Linked DNA regions of Pan troglodytes: region 2 is linked to region 1. Evidence: chromatin contacts called from public Hi-C data. All regions are on one chromosome and are shown on one strand. Each heading gives the region's core, a stretch centred on a gene start, on an enhancer-like site or on the middle of the called end of the contact. The rest is flanking DNA. Distances are from core to core; before and after follow the strand shown. Region 1 overlaps LOC735522 (disintegrin and metalloproteinase domain-containing protein 5). Region 2 overlaps IDO2 (indoleamine 2,3-dioxygenase 2).

Region 1 (7,453 bases), core at 1,715-4,214:
GAGTGTGTTAAAGGCAGCAAGCAAGGGTCACGTAAAGTGAATATTTTATGAGGCCAGGATACATGGCAGTGTAAGCAGAAGCACCCAAGATAATCAAAATAGCTGAGGAATATGATCCACATAGACTTTCAAAGGCATATGCAGTGAAGTGGTGGGACAGTGGGCTGGGAGAAGGGAAGGGGAGAGTGGAAAAGCATTAAAACTATAGGAAATCAGAGAAAATGCTGGCCTTCTGTTCCTTAGCTTCTAGAATTAGGGAGTTGTTATATAATCCAAGCCAGCAGCTGAAGATTATCTGGCTAATACTTAACTTGATTATTCTGGAATGTGCTTTTTTTCTGTAAATCAGCCTAAGTCAAAAGAAAGAGGAACTCTCATCTCTGAATCAAATGGCAGGAGGGGCCAGCTGGGAGGACTCATTTCCCCTGGATCCTATACATATTACTCGGCTCTGTGGCTGTACTGCAGTGCAGGTTAAATGAATTGGTCCCATTAGCGAGCTGGTTATATAGGAGTTAAGAAGAAATTACTTAGGCAGATACTGAGGGTACGGGAGTCCTCAGTAAGGTTTTCCTTTTAATGAAAAGCAACTCCAAAATCATTTTCTTTTCTAACAAACATCAGCCTGTAAAATCAAGCTGCAGACATAGACAAGCAAGCTAGAAGCTTGCACAGGCGAATGCCGGCAGTTGTGCCAATAGGAAAAGGCCACCTGGGAATAGGCATGTTCAAAATGGCAGCTCCATCTTCTCTTTGCCAGCCACACGTACAGTAAGGAGCAGACAAGATGGCGCTGGCCAAGTAGAAAGTCCATTTGCATAATAAGATTAGGGCGGGGCAACCAGCCTTCCCTGGGCACCATGTAAACATTACACCTGATCAAACCAAACTGTGGGGCCTACGGAAATCCAACACTGCCTCCTCCATCCTGCCTATAAGATCTGGAGCAGTCCGCCGCCGGCCGACTTTTCCCTTTTGGACATCTCTCTCTCATAAGAAAGAGCAAGCTGCTCTCCTCTCTCCTTTCTTCTGCCTATTTAACTTCCTGCTCCTTAACCCATTCCATGTGTGTGTGTCCATGTCATTAATCTCAGAACGAGACGACAAACCTCGGGTATTTCCCCAGGCAAGGATGCTGCTTCAATAGGACAGCTCCTTTAGACGAAGGAGACTCTGTAATTTGAATGTCAATGTGAGGAAAAGGGAATGCACATAGAAAAGCAGAAAAGTTGACAGTGCCACTTGTGGCAGGATTTTACTGTCATTGTGAAAATTATATGAAATGATTAATTACAGTAAGGCTCAATGTTTCAGCATAGTCTATCACAATAATAAGACTTCTATCAGCTTCTAAGTGATGTAGTTCTTTGCAGTCTGCTGGTTTGTCTGCAGCTTGGTGGTCACAGAAGCAGTGCTCTGTGCCAGCTGGATGAGGCTCATGCACCCTGCGACTGATGCACCTGGCTGAGTCTCATTTGCTCTGATTAGTCACTTTTGCCTTCATTTGCTGGAACTAAAATCCTGAGAGTTTACTTGCAAAGGGTGGTGTCTGGTTACATAATTAAGTTATTTAGTGGTGATTTCTGAGATTTAGGTTCACCCATCACCTGAGCAGTGTACTCTGTACCCAATGTGTAGTCTTGGAAAAAAATTTTAAATGTACCTAATCAATTTGTGAACTTTGGCAAAATAATTTAAAATCAGAGTGTTAAGTATGTCAATTAGCTTATATTTGCTGTTTTTGATAAAGTAAAAGAAGAAAGAGATATGCTAAAGGAACAAACTGTTCCGATTGTAAGGAGAATCCTTATCTCCAGCCATTCACACTCAAAGTAAGAAACTATCTCACATCAAGGGTGTAACTATAGTACATTTTGTTGAGGCCTTTGAGAGATTTAAGATTGTACTTAGTAGACACCCTTAGTTATACAAAAAACGGTTTCTAATATTAAGGGAGTTGTCACTCAGAAGCTTGGCAAGCCTCCCAGAGTAAAGGTGCCTATTTTTTAAAGAATTTGTGAATGTGGCTTTTGATGAATGGACTAAACTATAACTGGATACACAGAAAAGCCAACATAAAATTAGAAACTATTGTGCATCAGTGGACACCATCAACTGAGTAAAATGGCAACACACAGTATGGAAGAAAGTATTTGCAAATCATATATCAGATAAGGAATTAATATCCAGAATACATAAAGAAATCCCCAGTCTCTATAACAACCATAGCAACAAAAACAACAGTGCAGTTAAAAGATGGGCAAAGGACTTGAACAGACATTTCTCCAAAGAAGACCTACAGATGAGAAATAAGCACAGGAGAAGACACTCAACATCACTAATCATTAAGGAAATGAAAATCAAACCTACAAGATGATACCACTTCACACCCATTAGAATTACTATTATTAATAAAACAAACTGAATATAACAATTGTTGGTGAGAACGGGAAGAAACTGAAGTCCTTGTGCATTACTAATGGGAATGGAACATGGTGCAGCTGCTGTGGAAAACAGTATGACAGCTCTTCAAAAAGTTAAACATAGAATTACCATACGAGCTAACCTTCTACTTCTGGGTATATACCTACAAAAATTGAAAGTGCAGACTCATAAAAATATTTGTACACCAACGTTCATGGCAATAATACAGGAGTTATTAAGAAACAGTTTTTAGGCCACTAGAAAGGGTAAAGGTTCTTGGTGCAAATTTTCCTATAATAAGAAACAACCCCCTGAAACATTTCTTACTTAACAGAAAACGCAACAGGAAGGGCCAGGCCAGCAAGCTTTGATATGCAAATGCTGATGATTAAAATCTGGGTCCACTTAACATGGCGAGTCCCACCTTTTCCTTCTTGTTACCAGGTGTGCCAAGTATTATGGCCACCTTTAGATAACACCATGTGATAAAACAGTGTGGTGACCCACATTTGCATATTAAAGGGCTAAGGTAGGAGGGCCAGGTTTCTCATGGGCTATGTGGATGATACACCTGGTTAAACCAATCCCCTGGGCCCTACGTAAATTAGATACTGCCTCCTTTAGCTTCCCAATATAAGCAACTACTTCTTTGCTGCACCTGGGGTTCCTCTTTGTTCCGAGCCCCCCATTCCTTCATTTATCAGAGCTGTATCATTTTGGTTCATGGGCCGAGAATTCATTCATCGGAGTGGTGAGTATTAGGAGCGAACTTCCACCTTAAATCTGTCCTTTAATTTCAAGGCTCTCCTCCAGCTATCCTGTCGCCAAACTTTTCTTCTCTATCTGTAGTCTCTTACTCTCTGTGTGTGTGTCGAATGTGTGGGTACTTTTATGGGCTAGCGAAATAATCCTGTTAGGCAAGATCAGGAAATGCTGTAGACTGGGGATATAGCTCAGGAAAAATGCCATCGCAACCTTCTAGGAAGAGAGTTCTCGCCTTTCACCCACAGTGAGGTCACTCACTGCTAATGAGCACATGTTATTTCTAAGCCAACAGCGCCATCTAGTGGAAATAGAAATCCTCTTCATAAGATACATTGCCAGTCCTTTGCTGCAACAGTTAGGAGTAAGATGTCTTCCATGGCCAAATTTTAGTCTGGATATTGTCCCATCAGCAGGAAAATGGCCATTCAGTTGCTATATTCTTTTAAGGCACCTATTCTGTCTCCAATTAAGATAGTACTTAATTAGTTAGGGGATTTTAAATTCAGAAGATAACCGGAACCATTTTTTAAGGGTAAATGCTTTAGCACGGGCCATAATAGCAGGCAATCTAGCACATTGCCTACATTAAAGGAGCCTTGCCCAAAGGTGACACAGTCTCTCCCGAGATCCATTTTTCGGGGAGCCAGGAGGATCACACAGCTTTAGGAAGTCAGAGAGGAATCACACAAGGCGGAGAAGCTAAGGTTGCATGGGTAAAGTGTGGTTAGTCCCATCGCTTAGTTCATCTGATTCCATGGTTTGAAGGACCATGCCTTCAACCATGGGTGGCACATTTAACATGGGGCCAGGATCCAGAAACCAGGGAAGGAAAAATGTCCGAGGATTCTCCTCCACTCTGGGTCATATGGAAAGGAAGGAGAATAAGAGGACGCTTTTATTCTCTTTTCTTTTCCTAAATGGGTAACAAATTATCTTCAGCTTGCACCCCTCTGGAATGCACTCGGAAACACTGGCACTTCCTTAACCTCAGAACATTGAAGAAAAAAGCAACTCATTTTCTTTTCCACAAGGGCATAGCATTTTTACTAAACCTTTACAAGCATTGTAAGATCAACCCAGCTCTTTGAGCAATCATATCAGGCAGGCCCAGGGAAAATAGTTCCCCAAAATTAAAAAAGCAATTTCCAGGGGAACCATCTAAGGATCCCCCTTAGTTGGGGCCCCTTCAAGTTCACTTCTGATTATAGGACCTTAAACAAATAAAGGGAGACTTAGGCTGATTTTCTGATGACCCTGATAGGTATATAAAAGCTCTCCAAAATATGAAGTAATGTCATATTGGTCCTAAGTCAGACCCTCACTGCAGCTGAAAAGCAGGCAGCTCTGCAAGCAGCAGAGAATTTTGAAAATGAACAATGGTGTATCTCCCATAATACACCAAAAGGTAAGAAAGCAGATTGGGAAAGTGAAAAAGTAATAGAAACACCATTCCCAATTGGGAGGGAAGCAGTTCCAGTAGACAACTCTAACTGAAACCCCAATAGCTCAGGAGCTAGATGGAAAAGAAAGCACTTTTTAATATGCATTTTAGAAGGCCTATGAAAAACCAGGACCAACCACTCAATTACTCTCAACTATCTATAATAAAACAAAAGCCAAATGAGAATCTTGTAGCCTTTATGGAAAGGCTGAGAGAAGCACTAATAGAACACGCCTCTTTATCCCCTAATTCAGTCAAGGGACAGCTCATCCTGAAGGACAAGTTTATTACACAGGCAGCTCCCAATATTAGAAGAAAACTACAGAAGCAAGCTATAGGACCAAATAGCACCTTAGAGAACTTCCTGAAGGTGGCCACTTCAGTCTTTTATAATAGGGACCAGAAGGAGGCCCAAAAGAAAGAAAGAAAGCTCAGAAAAAGGACAAAGTCTCTAGCAGCAGCTTAGCAGGCTTGCAAAGTCCAGGATCCCCCAGGTGCATCGGCTAATTGCTATTAGTGTGGCAGGCCAGGGCATTTTAAGAAGGAATGCCCAGGCAGCAAGACGAAGCCACCTCAAACCTGTCTAGTTTGTGGCACAAACCACTGGAGATGAAACTGCCCCCAGAGGTGGAGGTTACTGGGTTCAGAAACAGTCTCACAGACGGTCCAGCAGGACTAATGGGTCCCATGGCTCAAGCCCCAGCTCCAGCAGCTCAAACTGCCATTATAGCACAGAAACCCCAGCTAATTCTGGAAATTAAAGAAAGTGGACCTCCTTCTAAACACTAGAGCCAGTCTCTCTCTTTTCTCTCGTCTGTAATCCAGGCCTCCCCTCTTCCCATAGCATGACTGTAAGGGGCATCTCAAGGAAAACTCTAATCCAATATTTTTCTCAACTTTATTTGCAGTTAAGAGGACCTATTAACACATGCTTCCAAGCCATTGTCATGATAGTTCTACTATTCAAAAAAGCCTCCAAGTTAACCCTAGGAAATAATTTAACTATGTACACTCCACATAAAGTGGCAGGATTACTGTCCTCTAGGGGGAGCTCTTCTTAGCTAACAAACAGTGGTTAAAGCAAGAAGTGCGTAAGGCTGAATAAACAGTAGTCACTCTCCCCAGGCACAGGCACTCAAATAGCTAAACTAATAGCTCTGACAAGAGCACTTGAATTAAGCAAGGGAAAAATAGCTAACATTTATACTAACACTAAGTATGCTTTCATAGCTCTCCATGCTCATGCTGCCATTTAAAAGGAAACACATTTTCTTACCACCAATAAATCTATAAAATGTCACCAAAAAATTAGCAGGCTATTATCCTCAGTTTTTCTATCACAAAAAATAGCAAAAATGCACTCTGAGTAACATCAAAAGGAAACAGATAAGGTAGCCAAAAAATATAGGTTAGCTGATCAGACAGCTAAGTCAGCGACAAGGAAACTTCAAGGCATTAACACGCTTCAAGCCCTTCTAATCTAGGAACGCTCCATAAGAAAAATTAACCTCAGTATTCCCCTGCAAAAATAAAATAGGCCACTTCTCAAGGGCATACTTTTCAGCCCTCAAAATGGCTATGGTCAGAGAATGGCAAACTCCATTTTCCAGCTTCCAGCCAATAGAAAGTCCTTAAAATCCTTCACCAGGGGCCAGGCATGGTGGCTCACGCCTGTAATCCCAGCGCTTTGGGAGGCTGAGGCAGGCAGATCACCTGAGGTCAGGAGTTCAAGACATGGTGAAACCCCATCTCTACTAAAAATTTTTTAAAAATAGCTGAGCGTGGTGGTGGGCACCTGTAATCCCAACTGCTCGAGAGGCTGAGGCAGGAGAATTGCTTGAACCCAGGAGACAGAGGTTGACCCAGTGAGACAGTGAGCCAACCCAGTGAGCCAACCCAGTGAGCCAATACGGTGCCACTGAACACCAGTCTGGGTGACAGAGTGAGACTCTGTCTCAAAAAAAAAAAAAAAAAAAAAAATCCTTCACCAAGCTTTTCACTTGGGAAAGGACAAAACTTATCAATGTGCTCAAAAATTGTTTTCAGGCAGAAAACCTCTAAACTGGTTAAACATATAACCTCTCTAGCTCACTTCCAACAGGAACCATCTTTATTTAACCCAGGAAACTTAGTAAAAACTCTTCTCTCTCTCTCCTTAATAAGCCAAGCTGGGAAGAGCCCTACACTGTTCTTCTTTCAAACCCCTCAGCAGTAAAAGTTACAAAAATCAACTCCTGAATACATCACACTCAAGTCAAAGCCTGAAAAACTGAGGGAGCAACCCCTGAGAGCCCAGAAAAATGTCCAAAATATCAAAGTGAAGAAATAGAAGATCTTAAGCTAAAAATCATAAAAAATAAGTAACTAAGTGAGGACTACTCATCTTACTTAGCCCTACTCCTACCTCACCAGATACTTTTTATTGTTTCTAACTTTTCCTCTCAAAGTTCACCACCGAATATTAAAACTTCTTTTTAATGCATATTTGCAGGGAGATTTAATTATACATGGGATTGCCTTTATAACTTTGTAAGTCCCCAAAGGGAAATGTTAGATCTTGGCAAGTAAAGTTTTAAATGGAAATTATTTATTACACCACTCTTGTGGAAAATTGTTATAGTCACATTACTGTTTGCAATAAAGCTATACTGAAGCCCCAGTAGCACACTGTGGCACCCACAATGTGGAATTCTCGTTGTGGAATTCTAATCGCTAAAATATTTTGCCAAATAATCATCATCAGAATTAATAATTGGAGAAAAGATTTAGTCAAGGTTGTTTTGCTTATAACAAGAGTAACTGTTATGAATAAGAAGGAAGCAT
Region 2 (7,453 bases), core at 3,202-5,701, 540 kb before region 1:
TCTGCCAGAAGGACCCTCTGGGGCATATTTGGGCTAATCGGAGTTTAGTAACTTCCTCACTTTCTAACCCTATTTAAAAAATAATCAGTCCAGGCGCGGTGGCTCACTCCTGTAATGCCAGCACTTTGGGAGGCCGAGGTGGGCAGATCACCTAAGGTCAGGAGTTCGAGACCAGCCTGACCAACATGGAGAAACCCCGTCTCTACTAAAAATACAAAATCAGCCGGGTGTGGTGGCACACGCCTATAATCCCAGCTACTCGGGAGGCTGAGGCAGAAGAATCACTTAAACCTGGGACGCAGAGGTTGTGGTGAGCCGAGATGGCACCATTGCACCCCAGCCTGGGCAACAAGAGCTAAACTCCATCTCAAAAAAAAAAAAGAAAGAAAGAAAAAGAAACAATCTTCATTATAGAAAATTCAAATTGAAAAGAAGGAGGGAAGAAGTTAAGCAAAATCAACTATCATCCTCTGTGTTGAAATAATCAATGTAAATATTTTAATAAATACCATTTGTCCTTTTATTTTGCTAAATATGTATATTTTTATTAAAATGCACTCATATTATGCAAGTTATGTAGCCTGCTTTTTTCACTTAACAATATATTGTGAACATCTTTTATTTATTTATTTTTTTGGGGACAGAGTCTCACTCTGTCGCCCAGGCTGGAGTGCAGTGGCAGGATCTAGGCTCACTGCAACTTCCATCTCCCAGGTTCAAGTGATTCTCCTGCCTCAGCCTCCTGAGTAGCTGGGATTACAGGCATGTGCCACCATGCCCAGCTAATTTTTGTGTTTTTACTGGAGATGGGGTTTCACCACGTTGGCTACCCTGCCCTCGGACTGACCTCATGTGATCCACCCGCCTCTTCCTCTCAGTGTGCTGGGATTACAGGCTTCAGCCACCAGGTCTGGCCTGTGAACATCTTTTCTAGGTCAAAAAGAAAAATAAAGAGATGTTTGTATGATTTTATTATCATATAGAATTTATTAAAGAAGAATCTGAGTGTTAATTACTTTCCAATTGAGTTTAGACAAAATAAGTTCACAGGCTGAGATGGAAAATTCCTTCCATGAAATCAAGTGAACTAATGAGAAAGGAACAGTAGCAGAAGTTCACACTACAGCTTAGCCCCAATTTACTCAAAAAGAAACCTGATTTAAACGCATACATTAAATGGTTAGGAAGAAACCCTTCAACTCCTCATTACTGCTAAAAGAAAAAATTCTTAACGCTGCCAATGCGCCGATGGGTCAAGCAAAAGCTGGAAATTCTGTTAATTTGGAAGTAAATAAAGGCAAACATTTCCATGGCTTCTTGGGGAGAAAAATATCCTTCACCTTGTCCAAGAAGAACATTACTTCCTAGAGAACAGGGGCGATCAGTAAGCATGCCAAAAAAAGAAGAAAAAAAAAACACATGTCTTAATAATCTCAACACTTGAAAGTCTGAAAATAGTTTAACCTTCCAATGAGTCAGAAAGCTCAGATCTGGCTGAGTCTCTGGAAACCAGCTCCAAAGAAGGACTGGATGCAGACACACACGGTTGACAGGCGGCAGGCAGCGGCAGACTGACATAGATAGGGTTATGTTTCCAGTACCGTGTGGACTTCTGCCTTATGGGGGCAGATTATGAAAATAGACCGGGCTGGTTCTGTCTTCCACTCAGAAGTGAGCACTTTACAAAACTGAGAAAAGCTGGGCAAAGGACTAGTGACTCAGGTACCAGGAGGGTGGCTCTCCAAAACGCCACTGCAGTCTGCAACAGGCATTTTCTACTCAGCCCTGAGTGTGAAGGGCTCTACGTGCCTGGAAAGGAAGTATTTATGGATGAAGGGATTAGAGCTCATGACTCTTGCTAAAGCTGGGCTCTGAAAGAAGCAATTGTTTGGTACGCTCCATTTTGGGGAATGGAAGCAGAGGGAAAAAGTCCAGCCAAGCTCTATTTATCACGCAGAAGAAAGTTTATCATTACAAACCAGAGACAATGACTGGAGCATTCAGGTGATTCCTTAAATCTTGCGGTTCTAGTGTGTGTTACTATTTTTGTAACTTTATTTCTTGTGGTTACTATTGCTGCATAGAAACCACTCCAAACATAGGGTTGTGAAAAAACCACTATATTCTGTTGATGGGGAATCTGGGCAGGACAAGATGGCAATGGCTTGTCTCTGCTCCACAGTGGCTGGTGCCCCAGTTGGGAAGACTTCAAGACAGGACATAAGTTGGGATGGGAGCCTAGAACCATCTGAAGGCACCTTCACTCCTGGGCAGAAGCCAACTGGAGAACCCACACATGGCTCTTTGATGTGGTTTGCCTGTGTCGTTTGCACAGCAGAGTGATCTCAGGGTAGGTGGACTTTTCACCTAGTGGCTCAGGACACAAGGTTAAACCTGCGTCACCTCTTCTAGTCTTGCCTCAGAAGTCTGTGCTATCCCCTATACTACATTCTATTGGCAACATGTACATCACAAGTAGGGGCACAGAGTCCACCCCTGGTCGAAAGGAATACCCAGGCCACGCTGTGGAGGAGCGTGCAGGATGGCACAGGGCCATCTTTAGAAAACACAGTCCAATCCATTCAGCTATTTCTCCATATAGATGAATGTGACTAGGAGTAAAACACTGAAACGAAATTATGTCTGTGTGGGAAAATGTGCCTTTTGAGAAAACAAGGGCGGTAGCCCTGGGACCTCCTTAGACGATGAGACCTCCTGCAGAGGCTGAGCAGGAGAACACAGTGGGTTGGCCTGGGCCTAAGAAGTGAGTCTGAGCTGGGCGCAGTGGCTCACGGCTGTAATCCCAGCACTTTGGGAGGTCAAGGTAGGCAGATCACCTGAGGTCAGGAGTTCGAGACCAGCCTGGCCAACATGGCGAAACCCCATCTCTACTAAAAATACAAAAATTAGCCGGGCATGGTGGTGCATGCCTATAATCCCAGCTACTAGGGAGACTGAGCCAAGAGAATCACTTGAACCCGGGAGGTAGAGGTTGCAGTGGCACTGCACTCCAGCCTGGGCGACAGAGTGAGACTCCGTCTCACACACACAAAAAAAAAAAACGAAGTGAGTCTGAAAGTGAGCCCTAGGAAAGCCTGTGACAGTTAGACACTGCATGCACCATCTTACTGCTACGTACACTGGGACCTGGTGGAAGGTTTCTCATAATCTTCCAAAATTGCTTCCTTTTGCTCATCCATGTGATCTGAAGACACCTGCACTATCTCCCTAATAGCCTTGATATCCTAAGTGATGGACTCAGGCTTTCTTGGCAAAGCTAAAACACATCTCATCTCATTTCAGCTTGGCAAAGCCACCATACAACTTAAGGGAGCTGTTTGGCAGAAGACCTACTGATGTGATCATGAGGGCTTTAAAATTAAAATTCAAGGAAATAGAGAAAATACAAATATAAACTATAAAACCAGGAAGTGGATAATACCTAATCCTGTGACTTCAGATAGATTTCTACTAATGCTGAGAGGCTGGGATGACAAATTATATTTACTTTTTTAATACAAGATAATAAAGCTTGGCAGTACCTAGCGTCTTTCTCCCTCCCTCCAGTCCTGCTTCTTGTAAACACTCTCTTTTCCCAGAATCTTTCTTTCCTACAGGGAAGCAAGATTCAGGGAAAATGATACTTAGACTCTGATATTCTCTTGTTAAGAAACCACACCCCTCTCTCACATCCTCCTAAGCACATACATTCTTCAGATTCCTCTGAGAGAAGAATTTGAGGAGCCTTCCAGATGCTGGAAACTGAATGCAGTAACCAGAATAAGATGTAACCGGTCCAGGAAGGTTGCGCCCCATAATTGACCATGCCTGTGTTAAGCAGATTAACAGGGAGAGGCTCCCTAATGGAAACCGATATTTATTGTGGAATAGGGCATTGCAATGGGAATACGTGTGCCATAACAAACCATGTGGGTATTCAGAAAGATAAAGGAAGACAAAGGTTTTTAAAGGAAAAATGAGGACAATTACATAACTTTTGAGATCATTAACCTTGGCTATGAGCATCAATAAAAAGGGTGGCACAAGGCCGATGCTGGAAAGGCAGTTGCTGGGCAGATGTTGTTGTGTAAGTATTTTTTTGTGTATGTAAGGTTGTGATGGCCTTTGTGCAAGGTGGTGATTTTTTCAGTCCTTTGGAAAAGATTTTGTTATCAGGCATTTATACACGGGAGCTCTCTCTTTGTAGCCTTCCCCAGCTCTATTTGTCAAGTTTTAAAAATTTTTCTTCAACACAAGTGACTCCATGTTGATTCTGACAACTTTCCTACCTTTGACAACTCAGCCTGCCCTAGCTACAGAAAGGGAACACAGGCCATCCATTAGACAAGGCTTAAAACCAAGGTCAGACATCTCAGGAACCAACACAGGGGGTTAGAATAAAAGGGGCATTACAGAGTGTAGACAACCTGCTCTGCAGTACCTAACACTGCAGGATGGGGCACGCGCGATCAACATTACTGTGCATCCCATCCCCTCCTCTCAAGCTTCAGGCAAGACCTCAACATGCCTAAGAAATATCTGGCCACTGCAGAAGGGAAACCACCTTAATCATGGGAGAATATAAAGGAGAGGGAGAATACAAAGCTGTGACAATAGCTCTCCAAGATAATACGTGTTTTAACCTAAAACAAAGATAGTCCACCAGCGTCATCTGGTGGATGAATGTATTATCACCCCCTTCAGAACATGCCTGGTCTCCAGGCCCTCTTCCCCTAAGCAGAGCCCAGGACCCCTGGGGGATCCTTCAGGAGCTTCGGAAGCATCTTACCATGCATCTGTCCTAAGGTTTTGGTGATGTCCTGAATAGACAGTCTCAGTCGCTGCAGGGCTTGGAGCAGGGCCTCCTGGTTGGGCTGCAAGATAGCATTCGTGGCCTGAACAAGAGCCTAGGGATGAGATTCATGTACACAACTTATTAGCACTCCCTTAAAGTCCATGCAGGCAGAGTAAGCCTCATACTGTGGGAACCCAGGGGAGGACCGGACAGTTTGTCAGAGCTTCCTCGGAACGTCCTAAGCTAGATCCACTGTGGGGTCGGCCTGACAGCCAGAAGCTCCCTGGGGACCTCCCAGACAGACCCCTAGGTAAGTGTTTCTGGAATTTCATCTGGCTGTTACTTCTTGCACCTCCCAAGGGCCTGAGTACTATTATTTTACTCTTCTTCTCTCGGATTTGTCACATGTTATGATCAGTTCTACTGCATCTCCAACTGGGGCATCCTTGCTCCGAAGCTCTCATATAAAGTCAGATTTAAATCTGTGTTGAAATCTGTGTCCCCACCCAAATCTCATCTTGGATGGTAATCCCCACAGGCTGATGGAGGGACCTGGTGGGAGGTGATTGAATTATGGGGGTGGGCTCTCCCATACTGTTCTCATGATATGAGGGAGAGTTTTCACAAAATCTGATTGTATAAAAGTGTTTGGCAGCTCCCCGCTTTGCTCTCTCTCTCTCCTGCTGCCTCGTGAAGAGGTTCTTGCTTCCCCTTCACTTTCCTCCATGGTTGTAAGTTTCCTGAGGCCTCCCCATCCATGCAGAACTATGAGTCAATTAAACTTCTTTCCTTTATAAATTACCCAGTCTCAGGTAGTATGTTTATAACAGTGTGAAAATGGACTAATACACAGAGAGATTCTACAGAGCCCCCAGCTCTAGAATCCCCTCTGCTGGGAAGACTTCCTTGTCTTCCTTGAGTCTCTACTTCATCTGAACTACACTTGGAAGGCTGATATTTGACTCTGTATCTTCTAATGGACTAAACACATGGATGAGAACTAAAGTAACCATGGAGTTTAACTACTGAGAGAGAAAGAAAGCGCTATAATATACCAGCAATGGGTCACCCTATTGAGGACCAGTAGGTGCTCAACATATGCTTATCAAGGGAGGTAGTGTTGGCTGGGCAGGGTGGCTCACACCTGTAATCCCAGCACTTTGGGAGGCTGAGGCAAGCGGATCACTAGGTCAGGAGTTCGAGGCCAGCCTGACCAACATGGTGAAACCCTGTCTCTACTAAAAATACAAAAATTAGCCAGGCATGGTGGCGTGCACTACTTAGGAGGCTGAGGGAGGAGAATCGCTTGAACCTGGGAGGTGGAGATTGCAGTGAGCTAAAACCACGCCATTGCACTCTGGCCTGAGTGACAGAGAGAAGGCAGAAATCTAACTGAAATATTTTTAGGCAAGGCATTAACGCTGTAGTTGATCACAGGCTGCATCACTGTCTTTTGTCTTCTATCCAGCCTTCCTGGTACCTGTCTGACTCCTGAAGAATTTCCAGTTTGAGGCCTGGTGCAGTGGCTCACACCTGTAATCCACGTTAATCCATCTTCATCCACTGTATCCATCATAAGCTTCTGTCAGGGCTGGGAAAATGTCTGTCTTGTTCGATCTAATTTCCCATTGCCCAAACCAATGCCTGTTTGTTGAATGGACAAAAGGTCCATTCCAAGTTTTATAGGAATTGAGAAAAGGGAGCAAATATGGTGGCCTAGAGCTTAGATCTCTTCTCTCAGACTTGAACTAAGCAGGACAAGGTCTATATTCATTCGTATTGAGAAATCCACTGCAGGAAAGGCACTGAGTGGGAAGTAAAGCTCAAGCTCATTTAAAAAGAAAAGGTGCTATCAAGTGAGAAGATACCTTTATCCCAGGCACTGCTGCTTTCTCCACCAAAGCAGTCACCAGTATAAAACCATGCAGGCTCTCTCCCCCAGGAAATGAGATGATGGTCTCCAGGTTCCTTGGGAAGGAGAGGAGCACATGATTAGAGGTGTGGAGACTGTACCGTGAGTACTCACTGCCCAGAGGTCCCTGCCGAGTTAGATAACTGCAGGGTGGAATCACTGCACAACTTTTTCCTCTCCATAAGACAGCCCTGAGGATGGGCATCTACCTTCAGCAACATTCAGGGAGGAAAGAGAAGAGATAAGTTCAATTTCATGTTCACCTGACAGGCAGCCTCCCAATGTCTAGCATGGCTCTGATGGTCCTGGACCATCTCTGCAGTGGAATAACTGGCTGAATGAGAAGTTCCTAGTAAGAGATGTAGCTGATTCTCCACAGGGCTAGAGAGACCCAGGCAACAGCTAAGTCCATGCTCTTTTTTTTGCAGGTATGAAACCATGGTCCAGAGAAGCAAAGCAGCTTGTCCAAGGTCATATAGCCAGCTAATCGCAGGACCAGGCTGGGAAGAGTTTCACAACTCAGGCCAGTGCTGCCTCTAATCCGTTTATATGTGTATTAGTTCGTTCTTACACTGCTATAAAGAACTACCTGAGACTGGGTAATTTATAAAGAAACGAGGTGTAATTGACTCAGAGATCCTTAGGCTTACCAGGAAGCGTGGCTAGGAGGCCTCATGAAACTTTTCAATCATGGTGGAAGGGTAAGCAAGCATCTTACATGGCGGCAGGAGGTGGGGGAAGTGCCA

What was found. Hi-C and Micro-C count contacts between places; a contact is called where the count stands out from the background.
Region 2: a contact with region 1 is called in a Hi-C map of induced pluripotent stem cells, with 2.8 times the contacts expected there. The contact joins two enhancer-like sites. A contact is called at or near these places in 2 of 7 Hi-C or Micro-C datasets (induced pluripotent stem cells and stem cell-derived neural progenitor cells).

What each region holds. Positions count from the first base shown.
Region 1 is chr7:47,747,717-47,755,169 of NHGRI_mPanTro3-v2.0_pri, reverse strand. The region is part of intron 7 of LOC735522 (disintegrin and metalloproteinase domain-containing protein 5); the gene reads right to left. Among named protein-coding and RNA genes, the nearest start is that of ADAM18, 130 kb to the left of the region's middle. Within about 2 kb of position 2,964, at least 1 of the 24 cell types and tissues checked has an H3K27ac peak or open chromatin away from gene starts, as enhancers often do. A contact at or near this core is called in induced pluripotent stem cells, where this site is marked.
Region 2 is chr7:48,285,454-48,292,906 of NHGRI_mPanTro3-v2.0_pri, reverse strand. IDO2 (indoleamine 2,3-dioxygenase 2) reads right to left here. Exons shown (of 11, transcript XM_054656458.1): 7 at 6,664-6,763; 8 at 4,790-4,907. Among named protein-coding and RNA genes, the nearest start is that of IDO2, 28 kb to the right of the region's middle. Within about 2 kb of position 4,451, at least 2 of the 24 cell types and tissues checked have an H3K27ac peak or open chromatin away from gene starts, as enhancers often do. A contact at or near this core is called in induced pluripotent stem cells, where this site is marked.